Linked DNA regions of Zea mays: regions 1 and 2 are each linked to region 3. The links are chromatin contacts, called in public Hi-C maps. All regions are on one chromosome and are shown on one strand. The core of a region is the stretch at or near the end of the contact, and the rest is flanking DNA. Distances in the headings are between cores, read along the strand shown.

What was found. A called contact is a pair of places that touch in the nucleus more often than the background predicts.
Region 1: a contact with region 3 is called in a Hi-C map of ear, with 4 times the contacts expected there. The contact joins the promoter of LOC100275802 here to the promoter of LOC100277245 in region 3. A contact is called at or near these places in 8 of 25 Hi-C or Micro-C datasets (bundle sheath, ear, endosperm and 4 more).
Region 2: a Hi-C map of ear shows a contact between it and region 3, with 2.9 times the contacts expected there. The contact joins the enhancer-like site here to the promoter of LOC100277245 in region 3. A contact is called at or near these places in 5 of 25 Hi-C or Micro-C datasets (ear, leaf and tassel).

The regions. Positions count from the first base shown.
Region 1 is chr3:149,474,354-149,477,612 of Zm-B73-REFERENCE-NAM-5.0, forward strand. It overlaps LOC100275802, which reads right to left and starts at 1,802. Exons shown (of 8, transcript NM_001371517.1): 1 at 872-1,802; 2 at 555-623; 3 at 1-111. The coding sequence starts at 1,498.
Region 2 is chr3:149,393,841-149,397,341 of Zm-B73-REFERENCE-NAM-5.0, forward strand. No RefSeq gene overlaps it. Among protein-coding and RNA genes, the nearest start is that of LOC541626, 36 kb to the left of the region's middle. Within about 2 kb of position 1,816, at least 15 of the 20 cell types and tissues checked have an H3K27ac peak or open chromatin away from gene starts, as enhancers often do. A contact at or near this core is called in ear, leaf and tassel, where this site is marked.
Region 3 is chr3:149,229,985-149,233,582 of Zm-B73-REFERENCE-NAM-5.0, forward strand. LOC100277245 reads right to left here and starts at 1,353. Exons shown (of 19, transcript NM_001361287.1): 1 at 725-1,353; 2 at 102-624. The coding sequence starts at 1,288.

The sequences.
Region 1 (3,259 bases), core at 552-3,051, 240 kb after region 3:
GTTATAGAAAAAGTTGGCAATAGCTCCAGCGTTTCTTGCCAGTGGCGGCTGTAAACCAATAGTTGGAGCAGGAAGATAGACAAGCATGACGTCCGCAACAATCGCCATGACCTAGGTAGTATCAGAAGCAACAACTGAATTAGATTCCATATCAGAAGAGTTTAAATGTAAAGTTAGAAAGATACTAATCTCAGACAGTGAAGTATTTTACAACTAGTGAAGTGAAAGCACAGAAAATATGTTTTGTTTTGATAAAACAGATCTTAAGGTCTTCCATTAGTCTGAGATTGCAAAGATCGACATGTTTCATCAGCAGTATGTGAAAAGAATAAGAAATGAACAGGTTGGTTCCATGGAAAAGCCAGGGCTCTGACATATTTGGGATCGCATTACATGAAATTGACCTTATTTCCAAAATTTCCAAACATTACGTTGTTGCTGCAAAGACGAAAGTGCGGATTTGTCCTGATTGACAATCCAATGCGCTACCGGTTGAGATATGAAGCCTGAAGCGGTCTGGATGATATGAGATAAGCACAGTTAGGCGGGCGTACCACATCAGATATGACAACTTCAATCTCTTTGAAGAAATTGTCCCCTCTCTTCTGGAACTCAGCCACGGTCTGAACAAAAGGTGAAATAGTGCAAAAGGAGCCAGATTAGAACTACACAGCTCGACGCAGTTGATCATGAGAACTGTGAATAAGTTGTGTTGGTCAAACTTTCTTAGACTTGATTAGATTTATAATAAGTATTAGCAGCATTAGAAACTCTTTGGTAAGCTACATCGTCGTCGTCACCTGTTTACGAACAGAGGGAGTTTTTTTTTTCTTCATAAAAAAATAAAATAAAAACAGAATGGCAAGGTGACCTTGGCGACGAGACCGATGCCGCACTCTATGCCGAGCTTGGTGAGGAAGAGCTCGTCGGCGAGGAGCCTCTCCCTGAAGCCCTGGAACTGGAGGAGCCATCGGAAGAAGCCGTTGGCCTCGAGTTCGGTGAAGCGGCGCACGATGTCGGCCCCGATGCGGCCGCTGTCGACGGCGGCGGCGAGATCGGACGGCAGGCTGTCGAGCTTGCGGCCCAGCTGCGCCAGCACGAACAGCGCCTCCCCGCGGGCGTCGCCGCCGCCGGGCGCGTCATCGCCGTGGCCGGCGTCGTCGCCATGGCCGCCGTCGTCGCCGCCACCCTCGCCGCCGTGGTGGTTGTGGCCGTCGTCGTCATGGCCGCCGAAGCCGGCGCCGCCGCCGCCGACGTCGGAGGCTGCGGCGTCGGCGGAGGCGGAGGGTGGTGGCAGGAGCGCGCGCGGGAGGGGCGTGCCCGGGGAGAGGCTGGTGCGCGCAATGCGGAGGCGCAGCGGCGGCGGGAGGGCGGCGCGCGAGAAGGGGAGCAGCGGGAGGCGGCCGGGCGCCTTGGTCGGGAGGTGCAGGTGCAGGGGCGTGGGCTGCGCTGACGCGGCGGAGAGCGACGACGGCGAGGAGGACGGCGGGAGGGCCATGGTGGGTAGCTAGCTAAGGCGAGCGGGGGTAGCTCACCGCGGGGCGCGAGAGGGAACGCTGTACGCGGTGGGGTGGGGGGTTATGTACGAGGACGAGGAGTTGGCGCTGGGCGGGCGGACGCAACGAGGCGGCGAGGGAAGAACGTTGGTGCCGCCGTCAAAGCCTTGATCAGCCAACGAGGTTACTCACGTTAACGAGGGAAGCAAAGGCGAGCGCACACGACGAGGCGATTGGTTGCACTTGCACGCATGCCCCGCGCCGCGCTCCACCAGCCAGGGTTCCGTTTTCGTCACCCGACGCGCGCCGGGCCGAATTTTAAAGATGCTGCGGGTGGCCGGCCGGTGGGACACGCTCTTATCCCTCGCCTCGGCCTCTCGGTCAGAAGCCGTGTGGCCCGTGGCCACACTCCGTCTCCGGGCCGCGGATTGGGTAAGGCTTGGTTGGTGGGCTGCTGCGGCCTGTCATTGCGGACTCGCGTCGCCTGCTCCCACAGTCCACAACTTTTTCGTCTTAGTGGGACGAGATCCGCTTTATCGGACGATTGATGGTAATATAAAGTGTACAATGATAATAACAATAAAAAAAAAAGCTACCAGTGGGCACAGCTGCTCGAGGAGCCATACATGTCGGCCTACACTTGCAGAGATAAGGGACATCTATCTAGCTAAATTGTGAGCCTCACACACAACACACACATGAGCTTTCTCCTATCCGGGATTTCCTTGAGGTCGAGGAATCGTCATGGACTCATGGTCATGGCACAGGTAAGTTAGTAAGCTTACCTTTTCACCACAACTGAAGCTTAACACCATGGTGTCACGGCTTTTCCGGATCTTCCTGGTGGGCCGCACTGTTGTGTTTTTTTTTGTATGGTGGGCCGTTGGTATTCTTCAACACCGGAGGACGGAGAAGCCCACGTATTCGGCCCGAGAGGTCCACCATGTTACAGCTTTTGCAATCGTGGCTCGTTGAATCAGGGCCGGATGAAATACTCGTGGCTCGTTGGCTCGCTCGGTTCATGGTCAGCTCGGCTCGGCTCGGATCGACCCTTTTGAATTTTTTCACGAGCTGAGCTGACATTCTAGCTCGGTTCATTAACGATGCAGCTCGGTTCGTTAACGAGCCAGCTCGCGAGCTAAACAAGTTATCATATTTCAGCAAAACGAAACTATATGCATATCATTTACAGAATAATTGATGAACACGTTATATAAATGTGAGGTCTATGACCTATGAGTTAAACTAATGATTAATGACCTATGTCTATGTGTTAATTTGGTCCATGCAAATATAATTGTAGGTTAAACTGATGAACATGTATGTGATTTGTGAATTGATGAGTGACTAATTGTGCTAATTTGGTGTTACATTGACGTGGTTTGTGAAACTATGAGTATAATTACTACTTTCTATTATTAAATTAGTTTAAGATTAACTAAAAATTAATTATTATGTACATATTATTTTTTCTGCTCTGGCTCGCGAGCTAAACGAGTCGAGTCGAGCAGCCGAGACGAGACGAGCTGGCTTGTTATCCACCCTAATCGGAATGCCGCGGTGTCATGTGAGCCAGACAAAACGATTGAAACAGACAAAAAGCAAAGGGGCCTGGAGATCCGCCGGTCGGCACGGCAGCATATGGCCGTTAATTACCATGTTGGTTTGCTACTAGTACGTACGTCGTTGCCCTCTTGTCTGCACCTCCGGTCAGCAAAATTCTCTAGTCACTGTGCGACACCGCGTGTCCCGAGACGAACATT
Region 2 (3,501 bases), core at 566-3,065, 160 kb after region 3:
TCAACGGGATTAACCCTGGGTTGACCCCATCCCTTAATTTTTGAGGGATGGTCTCATCCACTATTTTTAAAGAATATTCCTTGACTCTGACTCTGGACCTCTAAACCAAACATGAGTTAAGTTAGAATGATCTCACCTCATCCCTCTCTTCATCCTTCCTCATCCATTCATCCAAACACTACCTAAGTTATCAATCCATGTAAGGACATGTTTATATCCCATGAGCTAAAAATAAGTGAGTAAAGTTTAGAAACCATCAAATAAACAGAAATGACTATCATTTTAATTAGTGACTTTTAGCTTTTTCTGTTTACATCTGTAGCTCGTAAAATGACTAAAATTTAGCTCATTAGAAAAAAAGTGCTTACTTTGGGCTTCTCTACACCCAACAGGCCAAGAGTGCGTTATTTTGGCCTGGGACCCAAAACATGAGTCCAAAAGATAGATAGTACTTCCTCAATTTTAAAATAGCAATCATTTAGCTTATGTATATATTCATGTGGACGACAATAAATTTAGGTAAACATATAGAACACATACATTAACTATTGTATGAATATATAAAAAGATAAAATGAATTTAAATTTGGGATGGAAGGAGTAACAATTAAGCATATTGCTCTAGCTATAATAAGGAGCGGACCCATGTTGGTCTCAGCGAGGGCACAGGCTCCGGCTCAAAATTTGTTAACTATAGTTAGTAGACAAATTTTCACCATTAGTGTCCTATCTCAAGAAAATTAGAGGCCCTCACTCATGTACATGTTCAGCTAAATTTCATATGGGGCTAGAAGTATGCCCCGGCTTAGTTTTTTGGCTGGGTCCGCCCTGGCTATAATGGATTGAATTATATATCAAATTAAAGATCTTCAAATTTAATCTGACAACGAGACACTAAAGTGCATAAGCAATTTATGGTCAACTAGGATAAAGCATTCAAACGACACATCCAGATGCGATAAAGCAATCAGATCGAGCATGCATATGCAACTCACAGCCGACCGATCAAATGGAGAGATCCTCGAGCAGCTCATCGAGCTCATTGTCGTCGGACGGATTCAGCTCAATGCATCCGATAGCCATGGCAAGTTCTTCAATCTCAGCGCAGCTTCGGTCGCTGGCGCTGCCGTCCTGCCCCCGCATCATCTTCATGGCGCTGCCCATAGCTCTCCAGGTCGTGGTTGTTGCAAGAGCTGACGCTGCAGAGGTCGTACCCTAGCACATGCCACATGGTCCCCAGGCTCCAGCTGCCAGCCGATACGCGCGGACGCGCCTTCGCGGAGAAGACGGTGTCGTTCTTGCCAAAGTCCGACGCGCGGGCGACCTGGGCCCATAATGCGATCGGGTCCATCGGGCCGAGCACACCGAGCACGCGATGCTCCAGCTCCAGCTCCATGTTGAGCACGACGTACTCCACGAGCCGGCGGCTGCTGAGCAGGGGCTCAAACCTGTACTGGTCGTACTCCGCCATGCCCATCACGGCGAGGCGCATGCTGATGATGTCGAGTAGCGCGATCCGCCATGCCCATCACGGTCTCCGCGATGGCGTTGCGCGCGCGGAGGCAGTGCGCACAGAATTTGGCCTGGTTCGGCGCTACGATGCCTCAGGTCTGGCAGACGGACGTGAACGCTGCGGCGCCGGCAGCCTGCTGCTCGGGTGTGAAGGAGTAGGGACATGTTTGCCAGACAACGGCGATGGTGGAGATGGTTGGAGAAGAGGAGCTGGCGTCTAGATTACTATGTTCTACCTCTACTTATAAGGTTGCACGGTCCGTGCAAAATAATAGGTCCTGGGCCTTCTTTAAGATATAGGGGCCCAGTTGGCGTTCCAGACTTCGCCGTGTGCTCAGCTCAACTAAGGCCCGTATGTGAGTCAAGAAGCTCGGGATGGAGTCGGGAATCCATTCCTAGGCAGCTGGCCCAAGGCCAGTTTCAGACTTTCAGTTCGCTCTCGTCATGGTTCAGACAGACATTCGAATTCGATGGACCAGCACAGTCTGCAACATAGTACTAGGAACTTTCTTGTTGCAGTTAGAGCGATGAACCGTCTCAACAACAACAACAACAAAAAGGTTAGTACGATGAGACTGTTGACGTTTGAAATATTATATAGACATGATAATTAGATGAGTTGTATTAAAAGTCTTATTATTAGGCTTGATTTTGTTAAGAAACCATACCCTAAGGTTTGGTGGGCTCATACCAAATATAACTCGGAGGGTATCACATCTCTCTATACAAAACTTGTACCATCTCATATGAAATAGAGAATAGAAAGAGACTAGAAGCCCAACCCCACATATTGTCTCTCACGTGTTTCCTATGTCATTCTTCTCGGAAAGGATATAGATCTTCCACAACTTATCGCGCCTGATCTGCTGATGGGAAGAAAAGGAGCGGATCTGTTGATCCACGGTAACGTAGTTCTCAACACGTTATCAGTACGCTCTATCTCGACGTTGCTGCGAGATCATATCTGCATCAACTCTCTATCAAGACGGTAGTTTCTTTGGCCTAGACGAACTGTTCTACGCGACAATCTTCGATTCCTCTACGCAATGGCACGATATGTCATATGCAATTTTTTTCCCAATCTTCTCTTCTCGTTGAAGAGAAACCAAGGCATGCTTAGAACTGTCGCTGCACACGGCCACACGCCGCACCCGAGGCCTTGACCGCGCACCCGCTCTTGAGGCACACATGTCGGGACTATGCCGCGCACGGGCAGTCGTGCCTGTGCCGGAAGGAAGGAGTCCAGCGTGGCATGGACCCTATGAATGACCTCACTGTCGTGGAGAGACTTGAGGTGCTGAGCCTCTCGCCCGGCGAACCACTTCCACCTCGGAGGCTGCGCCGCCCACAGAAGTTTTCGTGCCCGCGCTAGCAAGCACGCCAATGCCGGAGAAGCGCCCGCGATGAGCCCGCGGCGATGAGGGTCAGCCCCTGTTTTTCGTACGTTCTAGAAGACAAGGACATGACCGCGTGCATGGCCGCATGCAGCTAGGGCTCGATATCGAGCCAGCTCGGCTCAGCTCGTTTGAGTTCGAGCTGGCTCGGCTCGTTAAGTTGTCTCGTTTAGCTTGCGAGATAGAATAGAAAAAACAATATATACATAATAATCAATTTCTAGTTAATTCCAAACTATTTTAACAATAGAAAATAGTAATTATACTCATAGTTTCGCATACCACAACAATATAACACCAAATTAACACAACTCATCAATTCACAATTCACACACATATCCATCAGATTAACCCACAATTATATTCGCACAGACCAATTTAACACATAGACAAAGTTCATCAATCATTAGTTTAACTTATAGACCATAGACATCACACATACATATAACATGTTCATCAATTGTTACATATAACTCATTTAAGATACGAGCTGACTCGTTAACAACCAAGCTGACTCATTAATTGTCGGTGTTCCAAGACCGGGGGGTCCCTAAGCTGACGAGTGAATGTCGCCGCGTGCCCCAGCCCATTTGGGT
Region 3 (3,598 bases), core at 103-2,602:
ATTTTTTCTGGATGGATATGTGTATACCATAAACTCATAATAGAAGTGTCAATATATATAATTAGACAAGGCTGGTGCATAAGACATGTACACGTACACACCTGAAACTGCCTCCAATGCAGTTGGAAGGGCCTCCATCCACAATTTTGAGCGGCCAACAAGTTTATCCAAGCAACTTTTAATTAGGTGAAATGCTGAGACAATGGTATCATCAGGCTTCTTCTCATCATAAGGCAGGTAAGCAACTACCAAGGATACAAGACTCTCCACCTCAGATTCAACACCTTCAGCCTTCAGATGATCCAACAAGGTTACCAAAAGCCTTATAGTGTGCCTCGTGAGTGGGGTAAAACAAGGGTTCAATAACTGATAAGCATCCAAGAACACATTCTTCCTTGCCTTCTTTGATAGATATGGAACTAAATTCACCATTGTACCTAGCATATGAGCTGCTTCTGTCTCTTTACCCTCAGAAATATCTGAATTCAAATGGACAATACTTTGGACTGAAGAAATGTGCTTCTCGAACATGCAAGTTGCAGCATTGCTAGCTTTCTTCGTGCAATCACACTGTGCCAAGTAAGCAAACAGCTTCTCAACACTCTCCTGCGCGCATTTTCGAACCTAGAAAGCAGCGATTGACATCCACATGAGCGAGGTTGCAAAAGGTCTATTGCTGATTCAGCAATTCCTAGTACTACTGGATACTAGTTATCTCGCTCACCTTGGCTCGCTGGTCCACAGAAGCCGCAAGGAGAGCTTCCAGAGAAGCCGCCACAGCATCCCAATCGGCTGCTGCATCGAGATGGAGGGTCACGTGGCCGAGGGACTTGACTACCGAGCGCACGGTGCCTGTCGGGAGCCGGGAGGCGTCGGGGGACGACAGAAAGGCGGCGAGTGCGGAGGCAGATTCGGAGGCGGCGTCTGGCGGGAGGGGCGACGGGGAGGATGGGATGTGGGGCAGCAGGGTGACAAGCAGAGAGGCGAGGGCGGCGGCGGCGGCGGGGTCTGCAGACCCGGCGGCACGAAGGGCGGAGACGGCTGCGGGAAGGTAGGACGCTGGGGTAAGGGGCAGGCCGTCGTCGAGGAGGATGGACCGGATGGCGGCGGCTGAGGCGAGGAGGTGACGGTGCTGCGGGGCGGACGAGCGGCCGTAGCGAGCTGTGAGGGCGGCGCAGGCGTCACCGGAGAAGGACTCGAGGGGGAGCGTGGTTTGAGTGGGCTCGTCGGCGTCAGAGTCGAGGTCCGCGTTGGCGGCGGCCGCCAAGGCTCTCTGCTTCCGCTTCATGGCCGCGGTGCTGAGAACTGAGAGGCCGACCAAAGGGGTTTGGGAAGTTTTCTTCTCTTTTTAGAGATGGGTGCCCTAGGATTAAAATTTTGACAATTTAAACTGACCAAATTGGGCTTTCTTTTGAGCGGGGAAGTAGGATTAAAATTTGGACCATGTATTGATTCGGTTCAGACGATTTCATCTGTGTTTTTTTTTTGAAAAATAGCTTATTTCGACAAGCAAGGATACATTTGAATTAAGTTATTGTATGGGCAATTAAACTGATTTATTTTATTTTTGTCATTTTTAAAAATTTCCCTTTGCTGAGACTAAATCCGCGTAGCAGTATATGTCATTGTGTTGAGATATCACGTCACAAATAGTGTGAACGATATTGTAATCCTCACGTTGCACTAATGTTTAATGTTGGTGTCGTAGCTCATGGCGCCTACTCAAACGGCCTCAACTTGTTCCCTAACTAAGGCTAACCTCATTTGTTTCTCACCCCTATCCCTCTATCTCCCTCTACTCAATCGGTCAATCCTTCTAACCTTCTTTAGTTTGTTGAATCAACATTAGAATCATCTCATTGGTACCATAACTACTCTTGTTCCCTTCAACGAATTTAGTCAAAAACTCAGGCATTGTTTGGTTTCCGTCTCTTAAACTTGGCTGAAGGAATGACTAAAGGAGGCCTCATAAACTTTAGTCCTTCAATCGGCAACGTGTGATGAAAGTTGACCAAATTTGCACTTTTACAGAGTCTGTACCTCATCAGTCCAAAACGAGAGGCAGGCTAGAACTGAACCCCATGTATTAATTAGAGACAATTTTGTCTTCATATACATTAGCTAATGTTCTTTAGTTAGTTTTAATTTTTAGAACCAAACATAATATTCTATGGACTAAAGTTTAATCCTTCAAATTTAGAAGAGTGGCTAAAGGAATTAAATAGGGTCTTATAATGATTCGACTTAGAATAACTAAAATTTCACTATATCTCTACTATATAAAGCACCAGTTTCAATGGTCGTCCCGGGTCATCCTTCCCACTTAATACAAAAATAAAGTAAAATTGTGCACAAATGAGGGTTTGAACCTTGTTGGTTGGCTTCACATTAACATCCGTCTAACAAATACTCCCTCCGGTTTCCTATTAGTTGTCGTTTTGGATAAGATTCGAGTCAAACTTACAAAATTTTGACTACAAATAACTATTTTGTTATTTAGTTTTGGAACCTAATATTTATATGCACCAATTTGTCATAAAAAGTATTTTTATAAAAGTATAAATGTATTAAGAGTTCATTTGTATTTTAACAAAAAACATTAGTTAAAGTTATATTTTGGAGACCGTGTCGTTGTCCTAAACGACAACTAATAGGAAACCGGAGGGAGTAGAACACACACATTTTTGTGTCTTATTAAGACAAAGTCTACACATACGATATATAGAAACTGTGGCAATACACGGGCAACCGACTATTCAAAACATGAGGCTCATCTTGGATCTAAAGATTCTATAATTGTATTTTATTTTACTTGTGCATTAAGAGACATACAAGATGAAAACATAAAAGAACCCCATAAAGATTTACTAGCCAATCCTGGATATTGAGTTATGCTCTAAATTTTCAAGGATAATTCTAAAATATGCCAAGAGAACAGAAAATGAACTTAACAATGCATTTCACAAGAATGTTTCCTATGGTTTTTATTGCTCAACTTTTTTGGGACGCTTTCATGTCGATTTGATGGTCAAACCAAAACCTTTTCCAAAGTTCCAAAAATTAGTTGGTTTTCACTTGATATACTATGCCAACTATGTCTAATTTGTTGTTAACTTTGACCCAACGAAGATATAAGGTTAACATTTTCCCTGTTACTTTGAAAATGTCTTGCTCTTGTGTTCCTTCTTACTGAATACTGATGCAATAAATTTATTCTGTTTTATGACATAGTATTATCATTTGCAGATACATGTTTATCTTGAAACAAATGCATGGATGAACATATTATAAAGACTGCGTAAAAATTTTGTAATAAAAAACTTTTACTTTGTGAAATAGAAAAGGCTTAATTACAAACAAGAGATACCTGCGGCAGTTTTTTGTTCCTTTTTGTGATTGAAAAACTTAATTTAGTGTTGTCCCTTATTATATTGCAATCAATTTGTTAGGTGTGCGCTACTGCGAGAAGGCAGTGTTCAATCTTAATTACGGGTGTAAGGAAAATGGACCCCTGCCAATTTTTCTAAATGATTTCGGCGTTTGATGATCAACATAACATGTGGATTAATGTGTTTGCTAGTGTTTGTGTTTGTAGTTC